2 separate regions of the Danio rerio genome follow, and region 1 is linked to region 2. The links are chromatin contacts, called in public HiChIP or PLAC-seq maps. All regions are on one chromosome and are shown on one strand. Each heading gives the region's core, a stretch centred on a gene start, on an enhancer-like site or on the middle of the called end of the contact. The rest is flanking DNA. Distances are from core to core; before and after follow the strand shown. Region 1 holds the start of cibar1 (CBY1 interacting BAR domain containing 1). Region 2 holds the start of klhl38a (kelch-like family member 38a).

What was found. HiChIP or PLAC-seq counts read pairs in DNA pulled down with a chosen protein or histone mark.
Region 1: an H3K4me3 HiChIP or PLAC-seq map of embryo shows a contact between it and region 2, with 4 times the contacts expected there. The contact joins the promoter of cibar1 here to the promoter of klhl38a in region 2. A contact is called at or near these places in 5 of 18 Hi-C or Micro-C datasets (caudal fin, embryo, hematopoietic stem cells and 2 more) and 1 of 4 datasets of contacts at active chromatin or transcription factors (embryo).

Annotation. Positions count from the first base shown.
Region 1 is chr19:35,736,611-35,740,892 of GRCz12tu, forward strand. cibar1 (CBY1 interacting BAR domain containing 1) reads right to left here and starts at 1,746. Exons shown (of 9, transcript NM_001003604.2): 1 at 1,626-1,746; 2 at 890-1,124; 3 at 741-809. The coding sequence starts at 1,657.
Region 2 is chr19:35,547,844-35,551,695 of GRCz12tu, forward strand. It overlaps klhl38a (kelch-like family member 38a), which reads right to left and starts at 2,522. Exons shown (of 3, transcript NM_001044885.1): 1 at 1,167-2,522; 2 at 981-1,086. The coding sequence starts at 2,522.

The DNA.
Region 1 (4,282 bases), core at 496-2,995, 190 kb after region 2:
ATGTACAACCAGATCATGTCTATTTAGCAAATGGTAATTATTTCTTTCATTTTAATTGTCAATATGCTCATTTTCCGAACTGTGGTCATAAAAGACAAAAGAGCAGTGTGAACTGTTAGCAATGTAATAAATAAATGTTTTAAAAAATGTTAACTTGTAGGAAATGTTAATGCCAGGTGTAAAAAAAAAAGTCATACACTACTATAGCAATCAAATCAAATTTGTTTTCAATTTCCTCTTGAAGTGGACATGCTCAGATAATTTATACATTTTTTCAATTTCTTTTTGGCTTAGTCCCTTTATTAATCTGGGGTCGCCACATCGGAATGAACTGCCAACTTATCCAGCATATGTTTTAGGCAGAGGATGCCCTTCTTTCTGCAACCAATCACTGGAAAACACCCACACACATACACTACGGACAATTCAGCTTACCCAATTAATCTACAGCGACTACTTCTATGTCCTTGGACTTGTGGGAGAAACTGGAAGAAACCCATGCAAACACGGGGAGAAAATGCAAACTCCACACAGAAATGCCAACTGACCCAGCTGAGGCTCAAGCCAGCGATATTCTTGCTGTAAGGCGATTCTGCTACCCACCACACCACTGCGTTGCCCCTCAGATAATTTAAAACACCTTATTTACACCAGCATCTAACATGACCCATTTTGATCTAATCTACAAAAATGTACTATTCCAGGTAAACCTGAGTGACTTTAAAAAAAGAAAAGCTTACCCTTTTTGTTTTGACAATATTCCCATATGCTTTCAAAGGCTCTATAACTTTCACTTCCAGCCTCTCCACCTGTGAACCAATATTATGTGTTAGTATAATAACAGAAAGCAAAAATATGCTTAAGTACGTTTTCAGGCTTTTAAACACACCTCTGCTTGCCGGTAGTCTTGAACTTTGGCTAGTTGATCTGCAAAATTCTTGAGTCCACATTTTAAGTTTGGTGTCTCGGTGTCAGCATAAACGTTGATTTCCTTGACCAGGAGATCTGCTTTATCTCGTAGCCGTGCAGTTTTACGGACATAGGCAGCAAACAGTTGGCAAAGATCTCCGAAGTGTTTTTCCACACTGGTGATATTCTCCTGGATCTGCTTGGTCTGGGTATCTCTGGAATGTGCAGTGAAGACAAATGTGGATTATTTGAATGAGGGAATAGCATTATTTTAACTTAGACTATTACAGGTTTTGTTTTCCATCTGATTGCATGTCAGATATATTATGTCAGTAAGTTATAATATTTCAAAGGATAAAGATATATCTATTTAAAAGTTTCAAACTGCATTTGCATGATTTCAGAAATTGTGACACATTTGATACTTATCTATATATTAAACACTTTAAATGAGGACGATTTACACATTTATCATCTTGTATTTTAGAAACATGCAAACATACGACATTGTTAGCTACTTTACATTTCGGTAACACGAATAAAAAACGTTAGTTAGGAGTTTTCTGTTTCTTACAAGGGTTGTTTAAGCAGCTACAATTAAACATGATAAAACACGGGCTTGCAGATGGAGTAACGTTACTTTTTGCATCATTTAGCTTGGCCGGCTAACTTAGTTAGCCTCTCAGTCGTCTTAAATCTCAACTTAAACCTTTTACCTCGCTCTTGCATCGGGAGTGCGGCTCATCATTACTCGCAACCGATAGCTACTTATAAAATATATAAATTCAAGCTTTAATAAAGCAGAAAGACTGTTATGTGCTAATGCTATTCTGCAGCAGGAAATCCGGAAGAACGCCGTGTCGTTTCCATGGAGCTACAAAGCGCCCTCTAGAGGTAAATAAAGGCAACACGAGCAAATAAAAAAATCGGAATCAGAATATGAGCTTTATTTGTCAAGTGTGTGCCTTTTTATACAAATGTGTTTGTAGTGCAAACACATTTTTTTGTTTGTGTTTGTTTAGGAGCTCAGTGTACATACCAAAACAAAAGCACAGAACATTTAAATAAGTGGAACATAAAGCAAATGGGACATTCTAACAGAAAAATACATTACCTTTCCCTGAAATAAAGAACATAAATACAGTGAATAAAAAGTATTTCATCCCAAAAATTTCAAAAATGGTCTGATGTTTGATTTCTGTCAGTTGCTCTGTAAAGGAATCATTCATTTGGTTCTTTGATGTTTTTATTAAAAACACTTTGCAAATGTACGTCATTATCCTTGTCCTCAGCCCAGTAGAACCTACAGCTGTGATAGTTTTGTTATGCTAAAAACTGTTATTCAAAAAATAATAATTCAGAAATCGCAAGTTTAACTTGTTATCATTCACATCCGTTTATTAAAAACTTATATAAAATTATAAATTCTACAAAAGATACTAAAAAAATATACAAATTTACAATTGCCCCCATGTTTCTGTCAGTCCTGTCACATTTGCATTAAATTTAACATAAAATGTGTGCAATACACGCTTAAGGATTTATGACTTGGAAGCGACATCATTTGACAGAGAAGAAGCAGACGGTGATCAAAGATCTATCATTGAGAAGGATTTTATGCTTGGTTTTGAATGATTTTTTTTTCTTGAGGATGACAAGCTTAAGTCAGGCCCTGTCACATTTTTTTTTGTAAATAAAATTGTAATTTTTTGTTAGAATGTCCCAAATAATAATGTATGCCTACATAAAGCATAACAATATAACCAGAACAAGTTGTTATTTGTTATATTAATGACAGGGCACGCACATGTGTTAATAATGTATTACAATTTTACAAATTTCAAATATTTGTTTGTTTATGCTTTAGTGAACTGTATAACAATGAACCTGTATTGAGGCGTGCTAATATAATATAATATAATATAATATAATATAATATAATATAATATAATATAATATAATATAATATAATATAATATAATATAGAAGACGCAGTGGCATGCTGTCGCCTCACAGCGAAGGTCGCTGGGTTGTTGGTTCGAGCCTCTGCGTTTCTGTGTGGAGTTTGCATGTTCTCCCTGCCTTCGCGTGGGTTTCCTCCGGGTGCTCTGGTTTCCCCCACAGTCCAAAGACATGTGGTACAGGTGAATTGCGTAGGCTAAATTGTCCGTAGTGTATGAGTGAGTGTGTGTGAATGTATGTATGTGGATGGATGTTTCCTAGAGAAGGGATGTGGCTGGTATGGCATACATTGCGTAAAAATGTGCTGGATAAATTGGCAGTTCATTCCACTGTGGCGACCCCGAATTAATAAAGGGACTGAGCCGAAAAGAAAATGAATGAATGAATGAAGAATATAATATAATATAATATAATATAATATAATATAATATAATATAATATAATATAATAGAGATTATAGGTACAAAACAATTGTTCATTTTGCAACAACACAAAATATAGGTTTAATGAATGAAAATTTTGCAGATGTTTACATTTTGTTCTGTAAAACTGCATTTTAATATCATCTTATAGGCCATATAAGCTTGACTACATATAGGCTTGCAACATCGTTCTTTAGACATTAGGAGTTGAAGGTAAAAACATGTTGACATAATTTCAAATATGACTGTAACCTATATGTTTTTTCTTCCATGATTACATCTTTAATGCAAATTTATTTTGACCATCTTGTCATCATCAACGTGTAAGCACAAAATCATCTGCTGGATTTGCTTGCCTTTTATTACGAATAAAGCAATTTGACTTTAATTCCCCTCTTAACAGACACATATGGCATACTTTAGCGATTTTATTGGGTTTGTAACATCGCCAAAAGCAGACTTCATGATCATTGAAAGTAATGGGAATTCATTGTGATGCACTCATGAATGTCACCAGCTGCTGTGTCTGCGCCTCTGTGGAGAATGTCCAAAAACCTTCATTATCATGCTTAATCATCCATGGAATTGATCCCACTGTAACAGATTGCCTGTGTAAAACACGTTGCATTTAGCTGTGCGTGCTGTGCATTGAGTCCTATTTAAGAAGCCTAAAGCCTTAAAATGGTCACTTACACTATGTTTAATCGTTTGGCATGTGACACAAAGAAGAAAATCCTGATTTAAGCTTGTAAATGTCAAATAAACAAACAGTGCTTTCTAGTTTCTAAAGCTGACTTTAGTGTAACGGAGGCCAGCTAATGTGTGCTGTGCAGGTAAACCTCACTCCTCTGACCTCTAAAGGTGCTCTAGCGACAGACACTAGAGGCCATGGTCTTTAGCCTCCTTGGTAAAATAACAGTGTTTTTCTGTAAACATTTTAATGAAAATATCTGTAGATTTATTATTTTTTACACTTTATTTCAACAAAG
Region 2 (3,852 bases), core at 1,272-3,771:
CCACATAAAACAGCGTAAAAGTCATATCTTGTCTTCTGTTTCGGGCTCAGGCGCACTTTGCACTCACACTACAAGCGTACTGCGCTTGAGCCCAAGTAAACCGCACTCTGGCACACCTCTTCAAACATGAGATAGAGCCGGACAAGTGAACCGTGCCTAAGTCCGATTCAGATCACTCACAGTTCTCAAACAATTCAGGAATTGGGCCTGGGCACGGTTCGGCTATCATAGTGCGAGTATGCCCTTACTGTGGGGTTATGTTTAGGGTTGGGGTAGGTGTAGACATTAATAAAACACAACAGGTTACTGTGCAGTTGGGGTAGGTGTAAGCATTCATAAAGCACAATATTGGAGTCAATATTTTTAAATAAAAATTCTAGGTTTGTACCACCCACTTGGAGTTCAAGTCCTACCTACTTGGAGCTGGCTCTGACCTGTTTATATTAGGGGTGTCCAAACTTGGTCCTTAAGGGCCTGTGTCCTGAAAAGTTGAGTTCCAACCCTATCAGACACACCTAGGCTGGCTAATCAAGCTCTTACTATGCTTTCTAAAAACATTCATGCAGGTGTGTTGAGGCAAGTTAGAGCTAAAATCTGCAGGACACCGGCCCTCCAGGACAGAGTTTGGACACCCTTGGTTTAAACCCTTCTCTAAACTTTAGCAGTTCATTTACATGCCTAAATGTATTAAGTTGCTGCCGTGTGATTGGTTGACCTGACATTTATATTAACAAGCAGTCTATACCAGGGGTGTTCAGTCCTGTTCCTGGAGGACCACTGTCCTGCAGAGTTTACCTCATATCTTATTTAAACCCATCTGTATCACCTAATCAAGTTGTTTAGACTCACAAGAAACTTCAGCATGTTTGGTTGGATATAAATTCTGCAAGACAATGACCTTCAGGAGGTTTTTGACACCCCTGGTTTACATCTTTCAGATTTCAGAGCTGATCAAAACCAGTAACTCATATTTTACTCACCACCAACAATATAAATCTTGTCTTCTATCACAGCAGCAGGTGCACAAACATTCTTCACCGTCCTGGTTTCCAGTCTAGACCACAAGTTGCGGGAAATGTGATAAACCTTGGTGAGGAACGAGAGGGGTTTGTCATGTGGGATCACAACTTGAGCGAATCACAAGTGATCTTTTCTGAATGACTGACCTGTATTAATCTCACTGGATTCTGCAAGGCATCTTCGCCACCAAACACGTAAATCCTCTGATCATTGGCTGCTACCGCAGGATGTAAGACTGCTGTGGGCATTGGTGCCATGACCTCCCATTGATTGAACATGCTGTTGTAGCGCTCCACTGTATTTGATATCTGCTTATCTTGCCCGATTCCACCAAGAGCGAAGATAAAGTGAAGGTAGGAGACACACTGATGGGCATACCGTGGCTCCAGCATTGGTTCGGCAGTCCTCCATTGGTTGGTCTTCAATGAGAGGGTATACACTGTGGCACTAACTGCACTATCTCCAGATACCAAACTAAGACTGAGGCCTCCCACCACATACAGAATGCTGTGAATACAAACATACGCCGCCTTGTAAAGTCTCAAAGGTAGCTTAGCAAGCCACTGCCACCGTTGAGTTCGTTCGTCATAGAGAAGTGCCTCTCGAGAAGTCTGTTCATTGTTTTTGCGACCTCCAACCACAACCAGAGTCTCTCGGCATGTATAACGACGTGGTGTGGTCCATAGAGGCTTCAGTTCTTTGGTACATTTGGCACTAACAGAAAACATAAGACGTCGGACAGACTCGATGATCTCGGTGCAGAGCGTAGATGACTGGACAAGTGGATCATTGGCGATAAACTGGAAGAGGTACGTTGGGTGGATGAACCTCAACCGGACCTTCTTAAAGAGGTCATGTATGGCTCCTCTGCGGGAGAAGGGGTCATGATGGATCCAAGCAAGCAATGTCTCGAAAACTTGCTCTTCCTCAGCGCACAGTCGGTCGTCCTCTAGGTAGCACATTAGCTCGGGAAGGGTAAGTTCGCAGAAGTCCTCAGAAGCAGCTACATCTGAGAAACAGCGCACGGCCATTTCTTTGGCTCTCTCCTTAAGGGTTTCGCAATGAAGGATCTCTGAGAGCCGGATCATGCTCAAGCAGTTTTCTGGATTAAGCTGCTCCTGCAGAAAAGTCGAGCAAGCCTCAAAGAGTCTCCCATACTGCAGCATAGAGGCCGCCTGCATTAGAGGCAGCACAAGCTCCATAGTTATGGTGATGGAACCAGTATAAATGTAATCCACAACACATTCGATGACTTCTGATGCAATCCCCTTTAGGTCCACTCTGGCTTGGCTGCTCTCCCGAAAGTTGCTGCAGAACATGGCTCTAAAATACGGGCTGCTGGAAACTAAGACGTTTCTGTGACATGGTATCTCCTTGTCTTCTGTGCACAAAATCACATCAGTAAAAATCTGCTCCTGTCTAAGTATGTTCAGCTGAAACAGGAGCTGTGTGGAGAGTTCTTGGTCCTTGAATGGAAAGACCTCTGTTGATGTACTAGCCATGCTGCAAAAGGAAAGAACTCAGAGTTTAATCAACATTCAATAAGACATTACAGTTTACTGTTGTTCTCCCTTCCTTTAAGGTCCCTTTTTGCTGCCTTGCCTCACATGATTCAGTTCTTACACCACACCTTTCTATTTCAGTGTCTCTTAAATCATTTTAATGCATGCATGTGTAGAACTTGGCTACATTTCCTGATCAAAGCTAAGTTTATCAACGCCGTTGTATCACTTGCCAGCTGTTTCTGATCCCCTCGGTAGGTTTGCCCTTGACAGTCTAACCGTTTAGACAGAGACCTTTCATTGGGCTATTATCAACACTAAGTCGTCTAATCACCCCAGAGACAGCTACTGATTTTATTTCACTCCAGATCACATGGCCCCTGTCTGATGTCTATTTTAGGATGCTAATTGTTTTTTTTTTATACTTAATATTAATCACCTTTCTGAGATGCCACAACAAGGACTCAAAGTATTCCCTAAAGAAAAAAAAAAGACTATATCATATTTCTGTGGGACTTAAAAAACATCGCTTCAAAATAGACCCCAAACTCTGAGTAATAATAACTACCATAAGAAAATCGATGCTAACAACATAGCTAGAACTACCTAATGCTACTATTATTGTTTTATTACATTACTAGGACATAGAAGAGGACATTTACAACTTTTTAGATGAAAGTTTTTTTTTTTTTTTTTATCAGATTTTACAATTTCTGCAATAAAGCATTTCATTAATGTAATCTTGTTTCTTATTTTTAAAAAAAAGGTTGCTCGGGACCTCACCTGCTTGTTCTTCACGCTCAAGTTCCAAAGAGAATCAGGCACAGTTCAGCAGGATAAAAGCAAATACATTTCTCCAAAGTTTCTCTTTCAAAGTCGGCACAGTCCAAAGTTACGTGGAGACAGACACGAGGTCTCAAGTTTGGAGTTTGCCATGAGGTCGCTGTGTACATTCCAGTTACCTAGAACAGTCTGCTGCTGTCGTTCGGGTCTCACATGTGACCCTCCCCTTGTTTGTTCCCACAGCGGTGGTCTGTGCACCATGCTTTTTGTGTGTTTACTATGGCAGGAACAGAGAACCCAGCTTATCCGGAGGACAGAGGAAGGGGTCGAGGGCTTGTGCACACCCCGTGGTGGGCTTGTGTAACCCAGGAAGCTGGTAAATATAGTACAGTGCTGATGGCTAGGATGAGTGTGGCGAACAGCTGAATCGTTAGGCCTGGTTACCTTGGTTTGCCATTCAGTTGAGAAAATAAGGAGAAGGACAGGTTGTGATTTAACTGCCAGCTATTAAGATGGACATTCACAAACATCTTTAACCATCATAATG